2 separate regions of the Mus musculus genome follow, and region 2 is linked to region 1. A link is a contact called in public targeted proximity ligation data. All regions are on one chromosome and are shown on one strand. The core of a region is the stretch at or near the end of the contact, and the rest is flanking DNA. Distances in the headings are between cores, read along the strand shown.

What was found.
Region 2: a contact with region 1 is called in a targeted proximity ligation map of pancreatic cancer cells. A contact is called at or near these places in 1 of 39 promoter capture datasets (liver), 1 of 484 Hi-C or Micro-C datasets (bone marrow-derived macrophages), 3 of 130 datasets of targeted methods (the NIH/3T3 cell line, bone marrow-derived macrophages and pancreatic cancer cells) and 1 of 9 other capture datasets (pancreatic islet).

The regions. Positions count from the first base shown.
Region 1 is chr19:4,670,243-4,677,054 of GRCm38.p6, reverse strand. It overlaps Gm960 (predicted gene 960), which reads left to right. Exons shown (of 15, transcript NM_001033447.3): 4 at 4,888-4,997. Among named protein-coding and RNA genes, the nearest start is that of Gm960, 25 kb to the left of the region's middle.
Region 2 is chr19:4,851,440-4,858,557 of GRCm38.p6, reverse strand. It overlaps Ctsf (cathepsin F), which reads right to left and starts at 3,393. Exons shown (of 14, transcript NM_019861.2): 1 at 3,072-3,393; 2 at 2,762-2,860; 3 at 2,404-2,488; 4 at 2,250-2,311; 5 at 1,971-2,046; 6 at 475-588; 7 at 226-371; 8 at 46-142. The coding sequence starts at 3,290.

The DNA.
Region 1 (6,812 bases), core at 3,200-5,699:
TTTAAGGAAAATCAAGACATTTCCCACAGCAATCTGACTTAGTGTCATTCTGCAACTCCAGGCTCTGTACCTTCATTGCTGGAGAGGTCCCAAGAAATTGTTTTGGTGGGTGTTTATATTGGCACACAATTAAGATTTTTCCATCAATTTTAATCATTAAAGAGCTATATGAAGAAGGTAGTTTAATATTGATAATGTCTCATTTTCTTCCTTTATGTGTCCTGCAAAAGTATCAAATTTTTTTTTCAAGTCAGGATTTCTCTGTATAGCCTTGGCTGTTCTGGAACTCTGTCTTTAGGCCATGCTGGCCTCTGTCTCCCAAGTTCTGAGACTAAAGGTGAGCAAGCACCTGACTCTACTGCCTGACAATATCAATTCTTTTTTCTTTCTTTCTTTCTTTCTTTCTTTCTTTCTTTCTTTCTTTCTTTCTTTCTTTCTTTCTTTTGTTGTTGTTGTTGTTGTTGTTAGGAGCTACTTCATTGCTACATTCTTTATTTTTTTCTTTTTTTAATTAGATATTTTCTTTATTTACATTTCAAATATTATCCCCTTTCCTAGTTTCCCCTCCAAAAATCCCTATCCTCTCTCCCCTCCCCCCTGCTCCCCAACCCACCCACTCCCAATTCCTGGCCCTGGCATTCTCCTATACCGGGGGCATAGAGCTTTCACAGGACCTAGGGCCTCTCCTCCCACTGATGACTGACTAGGCCATCCTCTGCTACATATGCAGCTAGAGCCATGATTCCCTCCATGTGTTTTCTTTGATTGGTGGTTTAGTCCCGAGGAGCTCTGGGGATACTGGTTAGTTCATATTGTTGTTCCTCCTGCGGGGCTGCAAACCCTTTCAGCTCCTTGGGTACTTTCTCTAGCTCCTTCCTTGGGGAACTTGTGGTGAGTCCAATGGTTGGCTGTGAGCATCCACCTCTGTATTTGTCAGGCGCTGGCAGAGCCTCTCGGGAGATGGCTATATTAGGCTCCTGCCAGCAAGCTCTTGTTGGCATCTGCAATAGTGTCTGGGTTTGGCCGTTGTTATGGTTCCCATGACTTTTAGGGTTCTTTCTTTGTCTTTGTTATTCTGAGTTTTGTTATGATATGTTTAGATATGTGGCTTTTAAAACATTTTATTGTATATTTGTATGTGTGTATTGTGACTGTTCTCCAAGCCAAGTAACTGCCATCTTGGCGGGTTCAGCTGTGCCCTTTGCAAAAGGATTGTCCCAGCTGGGCTTGCTGACTGTTTATACCCTCTCATAGAGGCTCTCCTTTAGTGGCTCTCAGCCCCAGGGAGGGGCTCTAGTATGTAGGTTGGGAAAGACTAAGGTAGAAGGGGCCTCATCTGTGAGGATACAGGGAAGCCTTATCCCTGCTGGGTAAAGGCTTTTCCAGGTATGGCCTGTTGGTGGAGGTCAGAGAATAACTATCTGGAGTTGTTATCTCTTTCCAGTAGGGGATCCAAGGACATAACTCCTGTGATCAGGCTTGCAGGGCTAGCCTGTGGAACCATCCCACCAGCCCTGTTTTGTTTGTTAGAAAATTAGACTTCTTTGTACCTGGCTAGCTTATTCAAATAGAAACTTAGATATGTCTTTGTCTTATAATAATTTTGTCAGTACTTCTCTTGGATCTATCTTTTATTTTCCTCCTAATTGATATAAATTCCACATGTCATAATATGCTGTTTTGATGCTTTGATGTTCACCTGTTTTTCATATGTTTCAATACTTATCTAATTCATTATCTAATCATATGCTCTCAATTATCATCTAATCATAAGTGTTATTAATTCCAGTATTTTCATCACCTAAAAAAAAATCCTGAACCCATCAATAACCATTCTACTTGCCCTCAGTCCCTGCACCTTGGCAACATTAATTTGTTTTTTTTTCCTCGATTGGTTTGCCTATTTTGAGCATTATGGAATATGAGCATGGTTTATTAGGATTTCCTGTGTCACACTGTGTCTTTGTGTTTCTATTGCTGTAACAAAACACCATGACAAAAAGCAAGTTGGGGAGGAAAGGGCTTGTTTGCTTTATACTTCCATGTTACTGTTCTCACTGAAGGAAGTCTGGACAGGATCTCAAACAAGGCAGGAACCTGGAGGCAGGAGCTGACACAGAAGTCATAGAGGGATGCTGTTTACTGGCTTGCTCAGTCTACTTTCTTACAGAACCCAGGACCAATTAGTCCAGGAATGGCACCATCCACAATGGGCTAGACCCTCCCCCATCAATAACTAAATAAGAAAATATCTTGCAGCCAGATCTTATGGAGGCATTTTCTCAATTAGGCCTCTCTCCTTTCAGATAACTCTCGTCTGTATGTCAAGTTGATTAGCCAGTGTGTACTTTATTTCTTTTTATGGTTGAAGTGGTATATTACATTTTGTTAAGCCCACTACTTATCATCATTTGGTAGATATTTGAGTTCCATTTTGTGTTATTGTGAATAATATTGCTAAAAACATCATGCCCTAACTTTTGTTTTGGTCTATTCTCATCCAGTTGAACCATTTATAAGTATTTTTAAAGATTTATTTCTATTAAATTTATTCATTTTGTGTATGGGTGTTTTGCCTGCATGTATATATGTATCCCAAGAGTTACAGATGGTTATGAATCATCGTGCAGGTGCTGGGAGTCAAATCCAGACCCACTGCAAGAGCACCAAGTGTTCTTAGCCACTTAGCTATCTCTCCAGACCCCCATTTATGAGGTCTTAAGTTCAAACATTGTATCTTTAAATCCCAAGATTTCTAAAAATGTTTCTCTGTTAGTTTTGCTTTAATTTATTACAATGGATTCTTTTTCTTTGTTAAGGGTCTAAATATTTATTTTACAATGTCTCATTATTAACTCTCAGGTCCAGTGTTATTGTTTGCTGTGTTATAAGTTTGATGGTAAGTTCGTTGCTTAGTAATTTAGAGTCAGTTGCCCACAAACTGTTTAGCTTGAAAATATCTCATGTTAACAACTGGTAGGTCAGAGGTCCTCAAGGTTGCTGAGCTCCATCCAGCCTTGCATGCTTGAATGGCATATGTCTTGGATTGTCCTTCACCCTGGTAGTGACATCCAAAGCTCCTGCCTCTCACTACCTGCATTGTGTAGTTCTGAGTCCTGTGGCTGCTTACATGACATTGTTAAAGCCTTTGTCACACAGCAGTGATGTGGCTACCAGTTTCCTTTGCTCTAGTTACCCCTCAAGTGAGCAGGCAGTGCTTATTCATGCCCTGGTACACGTGTGGAGGTCAGAGGGCAATGTGTAGGAGTCCATTCTCTTTTTCCACTATGTGGGATCCAGGGATTGACTCAGGTTGTCAGGCTTAGCAGCAAATAAGCCTCTTTCTTTTTGTTATCCATTCTGGATTATTACATTTTGTTTTTACTTTTTTCCCCACCATTAATGTGGTTTTTTTTTCCCCCCCGAGACAGGGTTTCTCTGTATAACCCTGGCTATCCTGGAACTCACTTTGTAGACCAGGTTGGCCTCAAACTCAGAAATCTGCCTGCCTCTGCCTCCCGAGTGCTGGGATTAAAGGCGTGCACCACCACACCCGGCTCATGAATGTGTTTTTATTAGATTTAAAAGTATTTGTTTTATAGTATATATTTGAACATGAACATGAGATTTCAACATAGGTTCAATTTATCTTGAAATAGTATTTCTGATTCTTTCACCTATTTAACTCTGGCTTTTCTATCTTTATCTTGTTTGCTTGCTCATTTCCTTTTTGTTGTGTAGATTGAGATGTTTGGAGTAGACTCTTTAAAAAGTACACAATTTATGTTGTTTTTAACACAATTTATTTTAAATGGTTATTAAGATTATTCTAAAGAATTCAGAGCCATTTCCAGCCCCCTTTCTCCTGCATTGATGTTCCCTTCATTTCTGTACTATCTTACTATTTTAAACAGATGTCCCTGATTTCACAGAAAAGTAATTGAATCAGAAAAGGGAGATTTCTCTAAGTAAGGCAGTCATCCACTGGTAACTTAAAGGACTTATGCCGAGTGTCTGGGTTCAGTGGCGAGGTCACTGAGCTTCGGTGCAGTGTGGCCTTGCTGCTGCCATTGTACTCAGTGCTTTGTGGGCTGAGTTACACTCACAGAGCACAGCGACAACAATGGTCTCTGTTAAAATGAATGTCTGGGGTTTTATTTGGGGAAACCACTTTTAAAAAAATAGTTAAAGCATTATTATTTCAAGACGAATTCAGTGATTAGACTTTTAAAGTTGAATTAACTTGTTATAGTGCCTTTATTCCTAATTGTTCTACAGGGCACTGTTTTATTAAAGTGGGAGGTTTTTGTTTTGTTTTGGTTTGGTTTGGTTTTGTAACTCAGGTACAGGAAATAAAGAAGAGAGATGGTGCATGCTATGCTATTCTCTCTGTTGTGGATAATCCATGCCCCTCCCAGCTGCTCTGTGGAAAGCACGGTCTGAGTCACACATACAAAACACGAGGAAGCTCATTCCTAAGGCAAAAACGGCGAGACTTTGACTCTTGCTAAGGCTACAATAGTTTAAAGAGCACAAACCTGAAACGGTCATTCTTGAACTTTTCCGTTTTCAGCTCTAAATTAATTCCCTTAGTGGACTTGTGTTTATTAAGTAATGAGCTGATTTGTTGAAAAAATGCAGGACTATCAGCTAGAATGTTGGCACTGGACATGACTTTATGGAAACTGAAATTTCAGATTGGTTTAACTAATCTAAAAAAATTACAAACAGCTATCTTTCCTCTAGAAAGTAACTCTAAATGTTGAAACAATTTGCCGATGTATAACCAGTTCCCATATTTTGCTTTTTGCAGGTAATCTTTCATCAGGTAAAGGCCTTCTTGGCTCCTGATGCAGTTCTGATTTGTTGGCATTCCTTCTCATATAGAAATACAGCCTGCGCTACCCAGGCTCTCTGCAAAGCTGGCTCTGGCTTCAGAGGAGGGGGGCCGTTCTCAAGACGCATCAGGCATAGCACCCTGCCAGGTGACTTTTGAGGCAAGTTTTGCTGTGGTTCTATATACTCTGATCATTTGACTTATTTTTACGCAATTATGATTACAGGAAAGAGAGCCTGGTTCCATCATAGTTTGAAGGCAAAGTAGAATAAAGAAGCTGTGCAGACATGAAATGATCCAGGGGCTCCCCAAACCCTGATGTCTGTGTTCCACTGAGAGGCTGGTAATTAGTCGACCTTCGGGGCCGCATTAGTCAGAGCTTCCATACAAAATATCATAGACTGGGTGGCTGAAGGAACAAAGATTTATTTTCTCACAGCTCTGTAGGCTAGAAATTCAAGATCAAGATGCCATCTGGATCAGGTATGATGGTTTGTGTCTGTAATTGCTGTATGTTGGAGGCTAAGACATCAGTATCAACTGAGCACTGGAGACAGGGTGGTGGTTCTTTCAGTTGAATTAACCTTGAATTCCAGAGTCAGTGAGATGACTCATGGGAAAAGGCACCTGCCACCACACCTGATCACCTGAGTTTGATCCCTGCATTTTACAAGGTAGAAAGTGAGAACCAACAACACAGAGTTATCCTCTGACCTCCACACATATGGTGTGGTATGTGCACATATGCACACACACGATAAATAAAGTATTTTTAACAAAAATCTCATCTGAACAAATTTTTATTTAGTTGGGTTATAGATCTCTTTATAGCCCAGATTTAAGAGTATAATTGCCTTCTATGTCATCTTTAATGATTTTCTGGTCTCCCATCTTTCCTTGAAAGATGAAAGTAATAGAGATCTAAAGAATTAGAATAATGTAGACATTCTTCCTAGGCCAGGCTTCGTGGCATACATTTGCAGTCCCAGCATTTGGAAGGTGGAGGCAAGAGATCAGTTGAGAGGCATCCTCAGCAACACCGAAGGTTCTAGGCTGGCTTGAGCTTTATAAGAACTGGTCTCAAAACAAATGAAAACCAAAATCTTCCAGGAAGTTCTGGGAAATATGTTTTCATGTTTGAACAACTACATATTCCTTGGGGACGGAACATGCACAATATCAGGACAGCTGACTCCCTGTCTGTGCCTTATCTTCTTTAGGGGAATGAAAAGTAAACAGTCCGGAGCAATTAATGGTTAGTCAGCTCTGAACTGCTGATGTCAAGAAGCAATAAAAAGGTGATTCCGGTGAACCAAGGAAAGCAGTGCTAAGAAACAAGAGCATGTGAGCCAGTTGGAGCAAGTAATAACTCGCATGACTAACATTTACAAATACTCAAGGCTCTGACACCTCTATGAAATGGGTAGAATATGGATTATCACTCCACTTTACAGATGACAAAAGTGAGATTCAGAGAACTGGGCTGACTTTCCTAGTGTCATATGAAGGTGGAAGAAATAGAGCTTAATCCGTCTGAATCACAAAGGTCAATGCGAGTTCAATATTTATTCATTTAGAAGCCAGTGTCTGTTCAAATCAGTCACACTTACATAGGTCTCTTGGGTACGCACTCTTAGCATGTGGTGCTTGATTCTGAGGAACTTGGATGTAAAGGAAAGGTGCACAGGCCAACAATTATTACACTGTGCTGTGTGCCATGATGAGGAGCACCTGAGCGCTGCCTAGCACAGAGGAAGGGCGCCTAGCCCAGCCACAAGGGGTTTCAGGCTAGAGGTCTTGAGATACTGAAAAGTAGATTTGAATTTAGGTCAGATAAGCTCTGGACATAGCAGGTTGTGACACTTGAAAGAATATTAAAGTTTCTCTTTTTTTCTATTGCAAACCTTTTTCCCTAAGAAAAATCTACTTGTGATTAAATCAAATATTTAGAGTACATATATAACATTTAAAGTAC
Region 2 (7,118 bases), core at 2,144-4,643, 180 kb before region 1:
TGAAGGGGCTGGTCTGGAGAAAGGGGACTAGAGCAGGATGCTCACCCTGCTCTGACAGGGAGAGCAGAGTCCCCCGGTTCAGGAACCACTGGCCCTCCACGTTGCCTGTGACAGAAAAGGCCCAGCAGGAGCCACACATGCCCTGCAAGACAATGGTCACGGTCAAGGCTCTCTCTTCAGGCCCCGTGCAGTCTGCCTTCCTATTCCTACTTCTGGGACTCCAACCTGGTTCTTCACTTCAGTGACAGCCCCTTTCTTCCTCCAGTCCCATTCAGGCGGGGCAAGATCATTTATGGACTTGGCTGGACTCATCTTCCTGCCAGACTCCTTCTGTAAGAGGGGATTCAGGTAGATGGTGTGGAATTCCTCCTCTGTGGGTAGAGAAGGGCGGGGCAGAGATGAGAATTTGAAGCCAGCCCTCATGAGGAGCCTGAGCAGCACAAGTTCTGTGTCAGCTTTGGTCACCATCCCCACCTGTGAGGTCACTGAACTTGGTGATCCCATACTGAGCTGTGCCGCGGTCCAGGGCCTGAATCTTCTGTGCTCGTATCATATTTCTTGCAAAGACAGTCAATCGCCACTGGGCTTCTGAGGACCAAAGAGAGGGAGAGGGTCTTGAACCCAACCAGATCATAAAAGGAGCAATAAGTGGGGGTAAGTGTTTGAGTATATGTGAGTGTGAGTGATTCTGTATATGAGTGTACGTGTGGATTAGTGTGTGTGCGCACATGAGAGTGTGACTTTGTGTATGCATGTATGCACATACATGTGTGCACATGTGTGGTGTGTGTGTGTGTACCTTTGTATATGTGCATAGACGAGTGTGTGCCTTTGTGTATACTTCTGTATACATACATGCGTGTGTTGAGTAAGTGGTGTGTGTGTGTAGATCAAAGGGCAACCTTTGGCGTCATTTCTCAAGGCCTTCCACTTTTGTTTGAGGCACAAACGGTCTCTTTTTGGTTTGGAGCTCAAGTGAGCTAGACCGGCTGCGATAAGTCTATTTCTTTCTCCTTTTTCACTGTTGCTGAGGTTACAAGTCCAGACCGCCATATCGGGCTTCTTTGGTGGGTTCTGGGGATTGAAGTCAGGTCTTCACGCTTCCAAGGCAAGGGCTTTATTAACTGAGTCCCTGCCATAGTCCCTGAAGCTGTTTGTAAGGATAGATCCCTGGGGCCGGCAGAATAAGACATGAGGGAAGCCGACTTCAAAGTGAGAGACATGCTCAACTTTGGGGGCCCAAATTGGAACAATGACTTGTTGAATATAAAACCAGTAATCTAAATGAGACCGAAGGGTGTCACCCAGGAGAGGTTACCGGAAAGGCCATGACAGAGGAAATCCAAAGGAGAAAATCTGGTCTAAGTCTTACCCATCCTGCCTAGAGGGATGAAGCCCATGGTTTCCGGTTAGGAAGACAAAACGGAAGGAGGAAACCAGGCCACTCCTTGACAAGATGACTGCCTAGAAAGCTGGATAGGACCCTAGGGATATGGGCTCCTTGAGAGACACAGGATCCTTTTTGTTTGGTTTCGGACCCCTGGACCAGGGACTGAGGTGCATATGTTTCATATCAAGGCAGACCTGGCCTCCAGCTTCTCCCAGCACCCCTCAGTCCCTACCCTGGCATACCCAGAAGCTCTTCCAGACACAATCCAGGCATTTTGGTCTCCTCACTCTCCCTTTTCTCTTCTTTTCTTCTCTCTCTGTGTGGGCCCTTTCTCCCCTTCTCTCCCTCATCTCCTCTTCCCATGGTGATTTCCGTGGCCTAATCACTGGGGCCAGTGAACTCGCCAGAGAGCAGCTTCCCAATAAACCAGCAGTTAATATCATCTTATCTGCCTTGATCTGGCTCAGTTTACCACCGGGGAAATAAGGTATCACTGTGTACTTTATCTCCTTAGTATCAAGGTGCCGTGACGGGAGAAGGCCCAGGCCTGACGGAGACAGATGACAAGGCTGGGGCCTACCTTCCCTTGATTCATAAGTCCGGTTATAGGTGGTCATGAAGTCCTTGAAGAGTGGAGCCATCTTCACAGAGAAGTCCTAGGAAGGCGGAAGGATGTTCACTTACAAGTCCAGCCAGACCCCAGTGAGCTGACTGAGCTCTACCCTGGAGGACCAAGACAGGGAAGTCACTATGGGAAGAGGAAGTGAGGGGGAAGAGAGAGAAGGGGCGTGCAGAGAAAGAGAAGAGAAGGGAAAGAGGATTAAGGGGCCTTTGTCTCTCCTCGACACAGGGTCTTCACCTGGGGCAGGGGATCCTTGTCCAACAATGGAAGGAATGAGCTGAAAGTCGCATTTCTAAACTCTGGATAGGGTCGGAACAGAGAAGTAATTAAGGCTGGATTCTGACTCAAGTATGGTCTGGGCTCTCCCAGTCTCCTTGAGCAATCCCAGCACCTGTGACCTTGGCATTCACTGGGCTACAGTCCCTCCTCAGCAGCAAGTGTTCTTTTAGCTCTTCCAGGACTTCAAAACTGCAGAGCTGGAGGCATAGAAAGAAGACGGTCTTGGGACAGTTTGAAACAAGGTCCTGGCAAGAGCAGCTAGAAGTTCCTCAAAGGAGAGCCACATGGAAGGCAGTCATAACTTGGTGAAAGAGGGAGGCCAGCAGCAGACACCCAGCACCCCAACACCCACCCTTTCAGAGCATCTTGGTCTCTAACTTGGTATCTCAGGAGTAACCAATGCCTCGACAGGACCCACCATTCCAATTGTTTGCCAGCTAGGGCCAACAATAGCTGACCTCTTCACTCACCACTGTTTTCTTCGTCTCAGGCAGTGGGCACACCAGGGGATCATTGCAAGGTGGCTCCTCTAGTGTGGCTTCCAGGGAGAACAGAGAGCCCTGGCCGGCCTGGATGGAGAAGAAGTTGGGGCTGGCCCAGCCATCCCCTCCCCCTTTACTCCTCTTAGGAGACCATTGCCCATCTGTGCCTCCCTACCGGATACAGGTCTAAACAGGTCCTTCCCTCCCCTGTCCTGGCCATCATCCCAAATTTAAGCCAAACTCCACCTTGCACCATTCCTGGGCCCAGGCCCCGCGCCCGCTCCCCGCGCGTCCTCACCCGGCGGACGCGTCCGCGCACCGCTCCTAGCACGGCCCTTGTCCCCGCAGCACGGCCGTAATTGTACATGTCCAGCGCGAAGCGGGCGGGGGCCAGCAGCTCCTGGGACGACAAGTTCCAGGCCTGCTCGTCATCTGCCCAGGGCTTGGCGGGGACGGGGCTCAGGGCCACAGTCGAGAGCAGTGTCAGCAGCCACAGAAGCTGCAGTAGGGGCGCCATAGCGAGGTCGAAGCTGCTCGCCCGGATTCACTGACCCACAAACACACGGATCAAGAGACCCGAGGCGGAGCCTGCTGTCAGAGGCCACAGAGAGTTTCCCTACAACGTTGGAGAACGCCGGGGCGGCCAATGGGCACCGATTCCTGGCGCTTGCGCGCTCGCTTATTTACGCGAGGCACGTGGACCACGGGGTGCGGGATGCGGGGGGGGGTGGGTGGGGGGGTGGAGAGGGTGGAGTGAGGGGAGAGGACACTAGGTTGACAATAAAATAAGAATCTACGCCCTTTTCTATCTTACGCAGGAAAAGCCAGATCCTTTTAACCATGGCAGACCTGTGAGGTCAGTGCAGTCCCATTGCGTAGATAAAGAAAAAGAAGCTTACAGATGACTCTGATAAGAGGTGAACCCAAACAATTGGTTCCTCAGCCTGCCTTCACGGTGTGATCTCACCTTTGAGGCACCTATTGTCATTCACCAGACGGTCAGTAATATTATGGGTTGTGGGACCAGAGGATGTAGGTAGTTCAGTGGCTAGTGTTTGCCTAGCTCTCACAAATGCCCTGTGTACCATCCCCGAGCACGGAATAAACCTAGCCTGGTGAGGCACTCAGGAAGAGACAGAAAGTTCTGAAGTTCAAGGTCATTCTTGGATACCTAAGAGAATTTGAGCGTAGGCTACATGAGTCTGGCTGTTGTGAGGCTTAAAAGACATCTATATAATCAACAAAGCTGTGCAAAGGGTGGATCGTACCGTAAATCACTTAAAAGCACTGTGTTCCAGGACTGCCAAGGGACAGCGTCACAACTGAAAACAGAGGGTGGGAAAAAAATCTCCAAAGTGTAAAAATGTATGAGGGAATAACAAATTGAATCATAAACCAAGATGCATTCTCGTAAGCCTCTGCACACTTGGAGAGGGACCGGAAAGGAGGGTTTTTTATTATTGAAAGGGAAATGTCCATAAACTGCTTGGATACAAAAATCCATTGGTTTTGTATCGGAGAGGCAAAAATTATCCTCAGCTCATTGAAGGAGCTGTCGTATGTTATCTAAAGCGGTTAAAATCAGCCTTGTCACAGAAATCTTGTGTGTACGTGAGGAGTGTGCAGGGTATGTATATATGAAGGAGTTTTTTGAAGTCTTTAAGACAGTTCCCTTGGTTTGTTTGTCTTCAAAACAGGGCCTATGTAGACTGCTACATCCACTCCAGTAGTGACATGCATGACAGGCCAAAAGCCTGGATCTTGCCCAGGGCCTGCTTCTTTTGTACCACCCCGAGATTGGAGTTTCTGCCTTGTCCTGCTTCCCTATTACAACCTAAAGATTGAGGCTTGTTTCCTTGTCCTTGGCCAATGTCAGATTCCTGCCTAGCAGTACCCTATAGGTCTCTCCACAATGTATCCCATAAAGAATGCATCTACTGGGGCTGGAGAGATGGCTCGGGGGTTAAGAGCACGGACTGCTCTTCCAAAGGTCCTGAGTTCGATTCCCAGCAACCACGTGGTGGCTCACAACCATCTGAAATGAGATCTGGCTCCCTCTTCCGGAGTGTCTGAAGACGGCTACAGTGTACTTAATATAAATAAATAAATAAATAAATAAATAAATCTTAAAAAAAAAAAGAATCGTGCTTATCACTTTAAAAAAAAAGAATGCATCTACTGTATTTATAAACAGCACTTCTATGGGAGAGAAGTTTACGTGACTAGATCACGTTTGCTCTTTTGAGTTTCCTCCTACTTCAACACAGATAATTGAATAGTGTGCTGTAGGCATTTTTATAGAATGTGCATGGCATATTGTAAAGAATTGTTCTCAGTGTCCTCAGCTTCTACCTGTTCCACCCATTGGTGTTAATTCTTGAGGACTTTTACTTAATCAATTATTGCAAATAGATACTCATTTTTGATTTTAGAAAAATGAAATATGCACATTGTGACTATTGATACACTTTTAGTCTTTCTAATTACAACTGCTTTAACAAGAAAAGCAACTAAAAGTATAGTCAGTCATTGCCTATGTTGATTTTTTTTTTTATGCTTGGTGTTCCAAATCAAATTAAAATAGATATTGGAACTGGCTATTACAGCCAAGCATTTGAGATGTTTTGTCAACAATTTAATGTTACCCATGTTACTCATATTTTTTTATAACTCTTAAGGAAAAGATACTGCGGAGCTTTAAATATATATCTTCAAAAATTTTTTTAAATTTGGATGCCTAAAATCTCTCTGAGTGTCTATGGCACTCTACAACCAGGCATACTCATGAAATGAAAGGATCCACATACTGGCACATGACATGATACTGTTCAGGTATTTAATATGGGGAAGAGGGCATTTTTGTGTTTTCTCCACAGAATGCTGCAGCAGGAGCATGCTAGCTGCCAGAGTGATTGGTGAGACAAGCTGATGCTGGGACAAAGACTGATGCTGACCTGTGAGCTGGCTGAGTGCCCTGACAGTGGAGACAGGCAGACTGTTTTGGACTTGAGTTCCTGATCTCAGATTGGACAAACTGCCTTGCTTCAAACTTTTAGCTTGTGGGACTGAGAACATGGAGACTGGAAACCGCCTTCAAAAACGTAATCAAAAAGAAGTTATGACGAGTCTTCTCTTTCCTTTAATGTGACCAGTTATGCCTACTTAGTCATGCACTGTGCCGATAATCAACCCAGCATTAGAAATTGTTATTTCTTCATTTGGAAGGCTGATTCTGGTCATTTTAGAGACATATTTGAAAGTTAGCTACAATTCTCTATGACGCTATGTTAGCAGTAGATTGAGACAGGATATAGCAAATTTTAAGGCTAGGTTAGCAGATATTTCAGATATTAGCAGAAGTCATTTGGACACTTGGAACATTGATGAATTGGCCAGAGATTTAAAGAATCACCTAAGTGCATTGAATCCTGTGGATTGGGTTCAGTATATAATCCTGCTTGCTATTATTATTGGCATTACCTTATTAGTAATTGTTGTGTTTTCACTCATCTTTAGAAGTTCTTCTGAGATCTGTAGCTACCATGAGGCGGGATATTATGGAACTTCGTCTAGAAAATAAAAAATATGGGGAACTGCTACATCCACTCCAGTAGTGACATTCATGACAAGCCAAAAGCCTGGATGCAGTCCCGAGGCAAAAAGTTCACGGAAACTTAGTCTCCTGGAACTGTGGCATCCTATAGCACGTATGCTCCAAACTTGTCCTTGCAAATGGATCTGTGTGCTTCCTTTCAGTATTGTCTTACTACAGGAGCCTCCAAGCAATGACTTGCCAAATACCTAAGCAAAATTGAACTTTGCTTCCTGGCCTTCACCAATGCCCTAGGTAGTTCTTGAGCCGACTCTGGGCTTGGAATTCAGTAAGAATGTTGCCTATTTGGTAACATTCAGAATTGCCTCTATTATTGTAAGAGAGATTGTGAAAGAAATCAGGCATTACTATCTACTACACAGAGTTAGAAATCTCAGGGCAAGCTTAGCAAAGTAAGTTTAGAATTCTTATTATAGTTATGTATGGCAGACTACATTACTTATTAGTAGAAAGACCCCCCCACACAATCACTTAGAATAAAAGTCAAGTTGCTCCCATATACAGGAATTTACAATGGTTTAGGAAGTAGATCAGGCTGTGGTTTTAGAGTATTGCATTATTCATGAGAAGGTTAGCTACAGCAGAACTCCCTAATTAGAACCATGACTTGGGCGTGAAAGCCCTTGCCCCAGGAATGTAAAGACCTCACACCTGGCTTCTAAGAATATAGCTGACCTTAGATAGGGCTGACTTGGTCTCAGTTGTTTTATTGCCCAGTTCCTGCCAGTCTTT